Linked DNA regions of Mus musculus: region 1 is linked to region 2. The links are chromatin contacts, called in public HiCAR-type maps. All regions are on one chromosome and are shown on one strand. Each heading gives the region's core, a stretch centred on a gene start, on an enhancer-like site or on the middle of the called end of the contact. The rest is flanking DNA. Distances are from core to core; before and after follow the strand shown.

Region 1 (6,398 bases), core at 328-2,827, 2.7 Mb after region 2:
GATCACCACTGTCTGTAACGCCAGCATCAGAAGTTCCAACACATTCAGAGATACACATGCAGGCAAAACTTCAATACACAGAAAATAAAGACTTTGTGAAAACAATACATTGAATAGTAATTACATAAATGATAGATACCTTGAATACACTTTAGTTATAACAGCTTACCCAAGGGGAAAAAAAAAAAAAAGTCACAGGAACCAGCTGCCAGCTGGGCAGATAGCTCAATTAGGGCCTGGTTCTGATTCTCCAGCACCCATGAAAAGGCTGGGCATGGTCCCCTATTTCTGTAACCCAAGCTCTGGGAGAGCAAATACAAGCAGATCTCTTGAGTTCTTGGCTGCTCTAGCCAGTCAGTGAGACTGGATTCCAGGTACAGTGAGAGAGAGACTCTGTCTGGAAAGATAGGTAGAGAGTGATAGTGCAAGGTATCCCCCCACACGCCACCCCCCACACAGAGTGAGATAGTGCAAGGTACCCCACCCCATGCCACCCACACACACAGAGGTCACAGCAGGAGATGGTGGTAGCTGCTTGAAATTCTAACACTTGGGAAGTGGAAGGTGGATCAACTACACGTGAGTTCAAGGCTAGTCTGGGCTACAAGAGATCCTATCTCAAACCCCAGGTGGAATGGGGGACTGGAGAGACTGCTTAGAAGAGCCCTAATAATGCTCTTGAGGAAGACCCGGGTTTCCAGCACCCATGTGGTGGCCTATAACCGTTCCAACCACCAGTGCACATGCAGGCACCGCACCCATACACATAAAATAAAAATAAATCTTTTTAGTTAATTTCACCTGTTATGTTGCCCTCTAATAGTTTTCATGAGACAGTCTGATGTATACTTCGTTCCATTTGGAAATCATAGAGTCGACTGCTTTAATGGTGTTTACTCCAGTTAATCAATCCTTTATCTCACCAACCACCTCATGCTAACGCTCCCCAACTTCCACAACCCAGGAAAGCTGGCAAGCACGCTCTCGCTCTCTTTAAACAAGGGTCTCACCACATTGCCCTGACTGCCCTGGAACTCTGTGCAACAGGCTGGCCTCGAACTCACACAACTCTCTGCCAGCCTCTGCCTCTCCAAGTGCACAGATTAAAGGAGTGCACTACAACGCCCGGTGCAACATCAAAGTCCGAGGCGAAAAAAACTCGAAACTTATCTATACTACAGACACAGAAAGTCTTGAGGGAGAGAAAAAAAAATCAATGTTTTCACCGTTATGTGTCCCTAAAACAAGGGCGCAACAGAGCGACCTCCACGGCTCAGGAGGGTCGCTGAGCGCCCAAAGACAGCAGCACCCGAGGCTGGGGGCGGGCCTGAGGCTGCGAGGAGGGCAGGGCTGCTCGGCGGAACCACCGTACCTTGAGAAGTCCTCTCATCTTCGCCAGGAAGGGGCGGAACTCCTCCGGTGGCACTTCCGGATAGAGTTGGCTGTGCAGCAGCTCCTCCGTGACACCCGAGTGTCCGTGAAAGGCGTTCTGCGCTAGGCCGCTCAGCAGCCCGCTCAGGGACTTGCCACCCTCCAGATCGCCCGCCATGGCTAAGGAGGGCCTGCCGCCCAGCGGCTGAGCTCCGGTCCGCTACGGGGGCCGAGAAGGGCCATAAAAGCTGGCAAAGGCAGCCACGGAACGCGATGCCGGGTTCCTCCACTAGTCGATATAAACAGTTCTCTCGTTTGCTCTGCCACACACATCCACTACTTCCACCACAGCCAAATCCACTCAGTTTCCTTTAGAGTCACTGTGTTTTTGTTGTTTCCTTCTTCACTCCGATGTGCAAATGCGCACTCAAAGGAACGATCGCTGGCTGGAGATACCTAACTGTAACTCCGTAAGAATGCCACCTTAATTCTTCGATGGCTGTATCTCATTCTACAGCTTGCAATTAAATGAGCAGTGCCTACTACTCAGTTCTAAGCTCTATAATCTTTTCCCCACGCCCCCCAAATGTAGCTACTTCATGAGGACATGATCTCTTTGCTTGCATTAATTCCTTTGTGTATACCCGTACGTTGTCTTTCTAGCCATTATCAGTAGTCTGGTCTCCATTTCTATAACCACTATTTTTCAAAGCCTTATTTTCATTCTTAAAGTGGAATCGCATTAGTAAATACTTATCTACATAATTACCCAAAAAAAAACCCTTACTTATATTCAGCTATAATAAGCGTGTAGCATGATACTATAATATAGGTGAACCTTTAAAATGTGCTAAATGAGGGCTGGACAGATTCAATGGTTAAGAATGTATACTATTCCTGTAGCGGACCAAAGTTCAGTTTCCAGCACTCGCTTTAGGCGACTTACAACCTCCTGTAACTCCAACCTCAGAAATTGAAAGCTTCCACCAGCAATGTACTCATGTGCACAGACAGGCCTACATAATTAAAAAGAAAAAAAGAAAAAAAATGCGTGAAACGAATGAAGCCAGACATGAAAGACAACTGGACAATCTTATTTACTGCTAAATTAAGCAAATCCATACAAAAATCCAGTTGTCAAGGACTGAAGGAGGGAAGAATAGGAAATGACATAATGGGTACAAAGTCTGTTTTCAGATGATGAAAATGCCTATGAGCAGCCACTGGTGATAACTACACGGCTTTGTCCTTTACCAAAGCACAGTGAATTGTATACACTAAAAGACAGTTTTGCAATATGTAAATTAGCTCCCAATTGGAAAAATTAGTATAAGCTAATTGTAATTTAAAATAAAAACCCGGGCATAGTGGCACACACCTTTAATCCCTGCACTCAGGAGGCAGAGGCAGGCAGTTTTCTGAGTTCGAGGCCAGCCTGGTCTACAAGGTGAGTTCCAGGACAGCCAGGGCTATACAGAGAAACCCTGTCTCAAAAAGACCAAAATAAATAAATAAAAATAGCATACTGGGTTTTAATCCCTGAACTTGGGAGGCAGAGGCATTCTCTGAGTGTGAGGCCAGCCTGGATTACACAGAGAAACCTTGTCTTGAAAAACCAAAAAAAAAAAAAAAAAAAATTAAAATAAAGGAAAATGGTATAATAGACTATGAACTGCAGTGTGTTTAAGCACAGCTATGTCACTGGTGAGGAGGCATGCAAGGCAGCCAAATGCCTCCATCTTTTTTTAAGGAGATGTGTTTGGAACTGTGGCTCCATAAAAGATGTGGATTTGAGGTTTGGGGAGAGGTTGTTCTGTATAGCTAGCTGCATCAGCAAGTCAGGCTCTGTCTCTGGAGTCCTGTTTATGCCCTCCAAACATCACGTGTCCTCCATGTGTCTCACCTAGAGCACAGCTCTTGCCTCAGCACACACACCCAATCAGCTCACAAACTATAGTACACCACTAAAAGTTTTTTGGTACCTTTCTCTCTATGGCATTCCGACAAATGTAGCTCAACTATATAATATAAGGCAGACCAATGTATGTGTATTGTTAGTAAATAATCTTTTATCGTGTGTCTTTTCATGTGTTTGTTTATGTAAAACATCCCCTCTCCTGTGTCTGCTTCAGCTAAACATTCCTTCACATGTTTGTTCCAGCAAAGCACCACCCAGCTGACTTTCCAAAGAACCCTTAAGTTTTTACTTTAGTTGTGTTTTGAGAGGATTAGACACAAGGCTATGTGTGTTCTAGGCAGGTGTTCTACCACTAAGCAACATCTCCAGCTCCAGTGAATTTGCTTTAATTTTTAAATATCCATATGAAAGACCAGAGATTCATTTCATATATAACTCATACTGTGTTGAGGACTTGAGTACACAAACAGTGGCTATTTTTAAAAATTGTTTTAATTAGGTCTAAAATGTCGATATAAACCTTATTGATCGGGGCTAACAAGATGGCTCAGCAGGTAAGAGCACTGACTGCCCTTCCAAAGGTCCTGAGTTCAAATCCCAGCAACCACATGGTGGCTCACAACCACCGGTAATGAGATCTGACGCCCTCTTCTGGTGCGTCTGAAGTCAGCTACAGTGTACTTATGTATAATAATAAATAAATCTTGAAAAAAACCTTATTAATCCAGGTATGGTGGCACATGTCTTTATCCCATCCTTCAGGAGGTAGAAATAGGCAGTTGTAAATTTGAAGACAGGCTGGGCTACATAGGGAGCTCCAGGCCAGGCAGAGGTTTATTATATACTGGCCTCTTTGCACTCCTAGGCACATGAGATTCTGTCTCAAAAAACAAAACAAGCAAGCAAACGAACAAAAAAACCTAAAAATCTACGTATGTGTATGTGGAGGGGGAGTGGGTGTCTCTAAAAACACCTTAGCCAGCAAAGCATCAATCGCTTGAGGCAAGAAGGAAACCCCACTGACTACACCTCGGGAACTGGTGTTGGTTTAAACTTCAGGAGTCTGACACAGGGCAGTTTACTTCAGACATATTTAACCAGAGCACAATTTTGGAAAAGAGTTTTCTGATAATAATTAAGTCACTCCTCTGTGTACAGTGAAACTTAAGATATGCTTACATTGAAAGTCTTTTCAAAGTACATGTGACCTCTTCCATAAAGATAGGTTCTGCTGACAGAGAAACAGCACTCATGAAAAGGGTCTAGGGAGAATGACTAAGATAAACATAAAAGTCTGGGCGAGCCAGATGTGCCCTGGCCATACAGACAGCGCAGAGGTCACCAAGGCTACTAGCCACCCCAGCCTTCTGAACAGAAAACATGGTATATCTCTTTCTTTGAAGAAACAAACCTTTGTGTTTAACACTCCTGGTTTCCCTGGTGCTTATCTGTGAGCACAAGAACCTCTTTGCCCCCAACACAATTGATTGGGAGGTAGAGTTTTATACCCCAAACTTCAAAATGCTAGCTGTGTCTGACTAAGCCAGCTCAGTCAGTCAATGGGGCCTCCAGGGAGGGAGTGAAGGTCGAAAAGGAAAGGACAACTAGACAACATTATAACATGACTTCAGCCAGTGCTGAGGCTGCAGCAGGTTGGTTTTTTCCAGTCTGCTTTGATAGCATTCTAAGTACATACACAGAGTATGGTCAGTCCTAAGGCATAAACAATGTGGTCAAGGAACAAACACAAAGCATAAACAAAAGTCCCACGATTACTGGTTTCCGGATTTTAACAAGACCCATCACCATACAAAGAACACACTCCTCAGCTGTATTCATCCTGAGCCTACTTCCTTGTCCTAGCCCAATGTCAAAGTCCTGCCAAGTTCCTAGATGGTGGGCCCCAAAAGCTCTCCACACGTGTGTTGTATAAACCTTACACAGGTGCTTGTACCGTTACATGGAATTTAAGTTAACAAGGGTGTGTAATAGCCCAAACTCCAGGGGAAAGCGGTTGCTGTTGTTAGCATGATGTTTCTAAATGTGAATAAAGATGGGCGAAGGTTACAAAAGGAAACATTCTTCCTTCAGTTTACACAGTCACTGCAAGCCAGAGATCTGTTCTGTGTATCAAAACCAAGCTAAAAATCTGTGATTAGGAGGCTGGAAACATTGTTCATTGGTTAAGAGCACTTGTTGCTCTTGCAGAGGACACAGGTTCCGTTCTAGCACCCACATGATGGCTCACAAACCATGTGCAATTCCAATTTCAGGGAACCTAATGCCATCTTTTAACTTCTTTGGGCACCAAGCACAAACGTGATACACATACATGCATCCAGGCAAACACCCACTTAAATACATAAGTCTTAAAATGTGTGTAAAATTGGGTTAAATTTAGGCTCCAATAACTCACAAATGGGTTTTTCACCTTCATAAATGTTCCCTGCACGGCAGAATGTGTTATATTCTTGACCTCTGTTTTTTGTTTGTTTGTTTGTTTGTTTGTTTTTTCTTTCTTTCTTTCTTTTCCCGAGACAGGGTTTCTCTGTATAGCCCTGGCTGTCTTGGAACTCACTCTGTAGACCAGGCTGGCCTCAAACTCAGAAATTCGCCTACCTCTGCCTCCCAAGTGCTAGAATTAAAGGCGTGCGCCGCCACTGCCCAGCTTGACCTCTGTTTAACCTTGGCTATTCCTACCCCTGTATTAAGGGGGACAACTAAACTGATCCTTTCAAGAAAGTACCAACCTAAAGAAAACCATTGGTCTAGACTATTTTAATTAGTGTTTACCTATGTATGGTTTGCTTGTATTTAAAAGAAAAATTTTGAGGTATACCTTTCCAAAGAAGTGATTTTCTAAAAGGCATCTTCAAAAATGTTTTGTGGATCCAAGAAAAACAACGTTAAAGACAAACTATACTTTTGTGTTAAATGTGCCTACAGAGTGCAAAGAGGCAAGGAGTGGTGGGGCACCCAGGAGGCAGATACAAGGCCAACCTGTTCTCCATAGTAGTTCCAAGAAAGCCAGAGCTATATAGAGAACCCCTGTCTTAAACAAAACAAACAAGCAAACAAACAAACAAAAAAACGAGGTTGCAAAGAATGG
Region 2 (5,639 bases), core at 1,545-4,044:
AGGGAGCACCACAAACTCACCCTCAAACCTCTCAGGTAGTTCTCAGAGCCTGCAAAGGCTACTTGACCCATCAGCTATCACCATGTTCAGCACTGTGTATATGTTAACAGCAGGGGACACCTGACCTTTCCTGGTATCTGTTGAGTCACCCTCAAGCAAGCTCATCCCAGCTGCCTGCCTTCTTCCCACACATTCCTGTTTAGAGCAAATGGGAGAGGACTGGCAAGTTGGGGAGGGGGGGCACTTTCACTTCTGTCTAACTCATTCAAATAGATGCATGATTCACCAAGGAGCAAATCTCTGAACAACAAAAAATTCCCGTGTGATTCTTTAAGTAGCAACTCCCTTGGAAACAAATGCATGCATCCCAACTGTCAACATTTCTGTTCTGACAAGTGCTGTCTGTGTACCCATGGCCACTGACAGCCACCTGTACTGGCAGGGATGCCCCTTTCAGTTTGGGGCCTCAACAATGAAACGTCACAGGACTCACAGGTAGCGAGAAATGCCATAAATACCCAGCAGCAGATCATGTCTAGTAAGCAAGAAAGAGGAAGGGAGCGAGTGGGAAGATGGAGCCCAGCAGGGCTTGGAGCTTCAAGGCTTCTGGAGTGTCACAGTGGAGGTCACGCTAGGCAGGACGGCAACAGTGAAGTCCGTAATGACAAAAGAGAAGACAGACTTGAGCTGGCTCTGAGGCTAGCTTCAAGCAGGGTGGATATCAGGAAAACTGTGGTCACAGATTGAAGAAAGGAGACACGTTCTCACAAACTGCCCTCTCCCCACCACATGCAGTATGCTGCCTCTGACCTCCACACAAAATAACTGTTTCACATGATGGGGATTCCTGAGGAGAGCTATAGTGAGGGACAGATACAAGCGACACACACTGCATACACATATGAAAACTTCCTCTTTAGAATTAGCTTTGAGGTTTTATTTTTGTGTACATGTATGTTGTACCTACAGAAGTCAGAAGAGGGGTGGGTCCCCTGGGACTGAAGTTGTAGAGGCCAGGTTGGTGTTGGGAACTGAGCCTGGGTCCTCTAGAACGGCAGCCAGTGCACATAACTGCTAAGCGAGCTCTCCAGCCCCTATATGAAATGTTCAAAAAATTAAAATTTTTAAGAAATTTCAACTTTGTGGTCATGTGGGTGGATAGTGGTGGTGTAGTGGTACTGCCCTGACAGAGGGGTGGGCAGTGGTGGCCCAAGGCCTGGTACATATTTTCAGAGCCTCTTCCTGCCACAACAGGGTAAGGACTTTAAAAGCATAAATCTAAGAATACTCTCTGGGGTCAGAGCAGCAATCACAAAAGGTTTGAGGGATGGCCTCAAGACAGAAAGACAGACACCAGAAGAAGCAAGAGTTATACAGATATTTGGTAGTGGTACCTGGGTGGGTGGGTGGGTGGGGCATCTTAAGACAGGTCTCTGTGTTTATATAGCTCAGTCTCAGAGATCCACCTGCCTCTCTCTCCCGAGTGCTCTGGTAGGTCTAAGTATTTCTTCTTATCTTAGGTATTTTATAAACCTTGGAATTGGCACTATTACTCTTCCTAGCCATGTTTTTTTGTCCTGTCGTGCTGGGGCCTAAATTCCACTTTATAGATGAGAGAACTAAGGCACACGTGAATTTATCCTGAATTAGTAGTATGAAAGGGACTAAAGTCTGAATTGATTCAGAGAGCCCAGCTGCTTCCTTAACCTGTAAAAATAATCCAACAACTTAAAGGCTTTTAAAAGTTCCGGTTCCCTCAACGTTGGGCTTCACTTGTTCTTGTTTTCTTTTGGTTTCCTTCCCTTACAGACCTTTCATCCTGTTAGGGGGCGGGGAAACCACTTCATTGCCAACCCAGGCCCATATGGGCTGCCCAGAGAAGGGTATGTTTTTCAGTTGTGGGGGTAGGGAAAAAGTTTTTAAAAGCTTCTGTGATGATGTGAAGCTGGGTTCCCTTACACCCACTGTTCCTAAGTGATCCAGAATTTAACCCAGTCCGCTGGAGAGAACTAGGTGAGTAGTGGCTTGTATTTGAACCAAGCCCAAAGCAAAAAGTGTCGCAAGCTGTATACCAGACTACCTCTTTCCTTGTCTCGGACCCCATCAATTCCCAGTAAGGTCTACTCTGCTCGGGCACTGGGAGTTTTTAGCTTTTATTATTATTTTTTTAATTTTTAATTGAATAAAACATGGTAATTATAAAATTACTAAGTTTGGGGCATGTGCTCCCGGGCTGCTGAGACTGGCTAACAGGTGACAGATGACAAGGGTAGATCTTAGAGATAAAAAGTGCGCCGCTTTGCTTTCCTCCTCCGGATGCGTTCACTGGGCCATGGAAGCAGCAGCCGTCCAGACGCGAGCGGCTGTGGCTGTGACCCGCCGGTTCTCCGCGACCAAGGTCGACGCGCGCACAGCTGCATGGGGCTGCCAGAGGTGCGGCCCCACGCGCTCTGCAGGCCGCGCTGGCCCTCCACAGCCTGCCCCTCCGCTCGCCTCCACCCGGCACGGTCCGCAAGATGGAGGCGAACGCGCGAGGCGCCCCCATCGCGGCCAGCCTTTGTGCCCTCCAGGCCGCGGGCCTCCCCCAGGGTCCCCCACGCGGAGCCCCGGGCACGAGGGGAATGCCCCGACTCGAGTCTTGGCGCCGCGACACTCGAGCCGGCCACAGCCTTTTTACCTCACTCCACACCGCCGCACGTCCCGAGCGACCCGCGTAGCTGGGCCAGGGTCCCAGGCGGCGACGACGGGGCCTCCCGCGGGCGCCCGCACTCCTGGGGAGGGAGGGCCAGGCGCCCGCCACGCCCTCCGCCCTTGCCGCTTCTCCGCGGAGGACGCCCCATGAAGCAACCAATCCAAACTCTCCGTTCGGATGCTTCACCAATCCACAGCTCGTATCTGCCATGGGAACCCGCCCCCTGCAGGACCCTGGCCTATGGGTGGCCGGAGCTTCTTTCTCCGCTGTCCGGACGCGCGTGCCAGCTGGGTGTTCGCGGTCCTGGCGTCCACGCAGGCCCACGCGGATAGCAAGGCGCGCTCTCCGCGGATCGAAGGCTTGCGGTGTTTGGGTCGACGTGCTCTCCGCGGCTGGGAGGGTGGTTCCAGGCTTGGTGCTCCCCTTTTGCGTTGTGTGGAACCCCCAGGGCATGTCCGAATCTGGGCATCGGGCAGAAGTTGGGCGAGGGGACCAGGTGTGGGTCGAGCTCCCTCCCTCCCCCCACCCCCGGCCCCTCGCCACCGTCCTGAGACTCTGAGGCTCAGGAGGCCCAGCCTGTCTCACCAGTAGTGGGAGAAGGGACTTCCACAGTGTTCTGGGCCTGTGAAGTTTAGAGAAGGAGCTGGACTGATCTTAACACGACAGAGACTTAATCCAACCTAAGACCACAAACTTAACTGCCAGGCTGGCCTGCCTGGCCATAGTGCTCCTTCTGCCTCGGCTTCCCCAGTGCAGGGAGTACAGGCAAACCCTATCATGCCCAGCTTTTTATTTGGCTTTGTTTTGTGTGTGTGTGTGTGTGTGTGTGTGTGTGTGTGTGTGTGTGTGGAGAGAGAGAGAGAGAGAGAGAGAGAGAGAGAGAGAGAGAGAGAGAGAGAGTGAGTGTAAATTTCATCGTATCCCAGGCTGAATTTGAACTCCTGATTTTGTCCCAGTCTTCCCCATACTGGGTGTTTTAAAGTAAAAGTGTATTGTTATATGCAAGGCCTTGAATTCTCTCTTCAACCCAGAAGGAAAAAGTTAAAAAGGAATTCAGAACCGAAATGTGTCAAATAGGTAGGTAGCATTTACCAGCGTGTATCCAGTTACTTGTTTAAAGGAAAAAATAAATAAAGGACGTATGAAGTCATTTAGCAGTAAATATGGTAATGCGATTGAGCACCTGGATGGTCTCAACCAGATGTGTTCTGTACTCTTCTTTGACTTTGGCCCAGCGGCCTTCTCTAAGTGTTCTTGCTCAGTTGGAAGGGCGTCCTGAAACACAGAAGCCCAGGAACCACACTGCTCTAAGAGGAAGCCTCCTAACTGAGGTGTTGCAGCTCCCAGGGGGAGGGTATCCCCAGCTCAGCCCCACTCCTGTTCTTTCCTTCTCTTCATTGCTTCTTGGCTTCTGATGAGAGAGTACCACCAGGCAGCAAAGCTCATAAAAGATATTTATTGGAGGGTCCAAAATGTGGAGGGATGAATCCAGGGGTGGCCACCTCCGCTCCAGGAGCAGAGAGCAGGGAATTGAACAAAGAGCAGGGCTTATATAGGGTTTCTTAGTGGGTGGGGCTTTTCAGGACAGAGATTTCCAGGATGAGGATTGGTAGGATTTCAAGTCCTGAGCTTGGGGAGCTCAGGGATTGGTGGATTCTTGTGCTCAGGGATTACTATGTTTTTGTTTGAAGCTCAGGGATTGGTGGGTTTTTTTTCCCCACCCCTTTTCCTTGCATCGGGCCTATGGGTTGGGATGGGAGGACCTTCCCAGCCACAGGCTGCTTTGGCTGAGGCTCCATCACTGCCCAGCTGCTTGGGGAGGCTGGACGAGGTGTTGCCATTGTGAACAGCTCCTGTGATGGTTATTTCACGGTAAGCTGAGATGGGAAAAGTGGTACCAGCTTCTGTGGGGCACCTCCTGCAGACTGAGGAGATGGCGTTGTTTTGATAGTTGCTGTTTTTTGATAACTCCAGTGGTGGTGGTATTTTACAGAGGCAGGCTGGCACCAGTGTGACAGATCTTGCACCACTCAGGGACTACACCACCTTCTCACCTTCTACCCTATTTGCTCCTCCTCCTCCTCTTCCTCTCCCCAGTCATCTCCCCCTTCCTCCCCCACTTCCCCATTATCCTTCTCCTTTCTCTCCCTCCCCCTCCTTATTGAGACAAGGGCTCATATATCCCAGGCTAGACTGGAATCACTCTGAATGTCTGAGGTCCTCCTACCATGCTGGGATTGGAGATCCATGCCACCACACCTGGTAGACGTGCTGGCACAGTCAACCCAGAGCCTCATGTATGCTCAGCAAGTGCTCAAACAACTGAGCTACATCACATCACCAGACCCCTGCTCTTTTTAATCCTTGGCATAAAGAAGAACCTACTATAGTTTCATTTGTTGTCTTAATAAGGCAAGTTGATTTTTCTGAGCCTGCAGAGTATGGTAGTGATTGCCAGGACTTTACATGATCACAACCAAAACAGTGAAGTGTACCAGTGAGTGAAACTTTAACATTCTCCAAAACAGGAAGGCGTGATTCCTATGAGACATTTATTCCTATGTCATATTCATCTTGATCTCTTCTGTTTTATTCATTGATACTTTCTGAATATAGGTGCAAATAATATTTTTGCATTATACTCCAAGTCTTTTTATTTTATTTATTTATTTATTTGGTTTTTCGAGACAGGGTTTCTCTGTGTAGCTTATTTTATTTTTTTATGACATTATTTGTGTGTGTGTTGGGGGGGGGGTGTCACACACCACAGTGGGAGTGTAGATAACAGAGGACAGCTGTGGGAGTCCATTCCCCTCTTTTCACAGTGTGGTTCCAGAGATTGAATTCAGGTCATCAGGATTGGAGCAATGGTCTTCATTGCTAACAAAATGGCAATGGTGTCCATAGTAGAAATTCTGGCCCTGCAGACTGCCAGATTTGCTCGATG

The links. HiCAR-type assays count read pairs that join an accessible place to other places.
Region 1: a contact with region 2 is called in a HiCAR-type map of astrocytes, with 2.7 times the contacts expected there. The contact joins the promoter of Commd1 here to the promoter of Cep68 in region 2. A contact is called at or near these places in 3 of 39 promoter capture datasets (frontonasal cranial neural crest, liver and pre-B cells) and 1 of 115 datasets of contacts at active chromatin or transcription factors (astrocytes).

The regions. Positions count from the first base shown.
Region 1 is chr11:22,980,707-22,987,104 of GRCm38.p6, forward strand. It overlaps Commd1 (COMM domain containing 1), which reads right to left and starts at 1,578. Exons shown (of 3, transcript NM_144514.2): 1 at 1,373-1,578. The coding sequence starts at 1,549.
Region 2 is chr11:20,246,630-20,252,268 of GRCm38.p6, forward strand. It overlaps Cep68 (centrosomal protein 68), which reads right to left and starts at 2,795. Exons shown (of 7, transcript NM_172260.3): 1 at 2,678-2,795.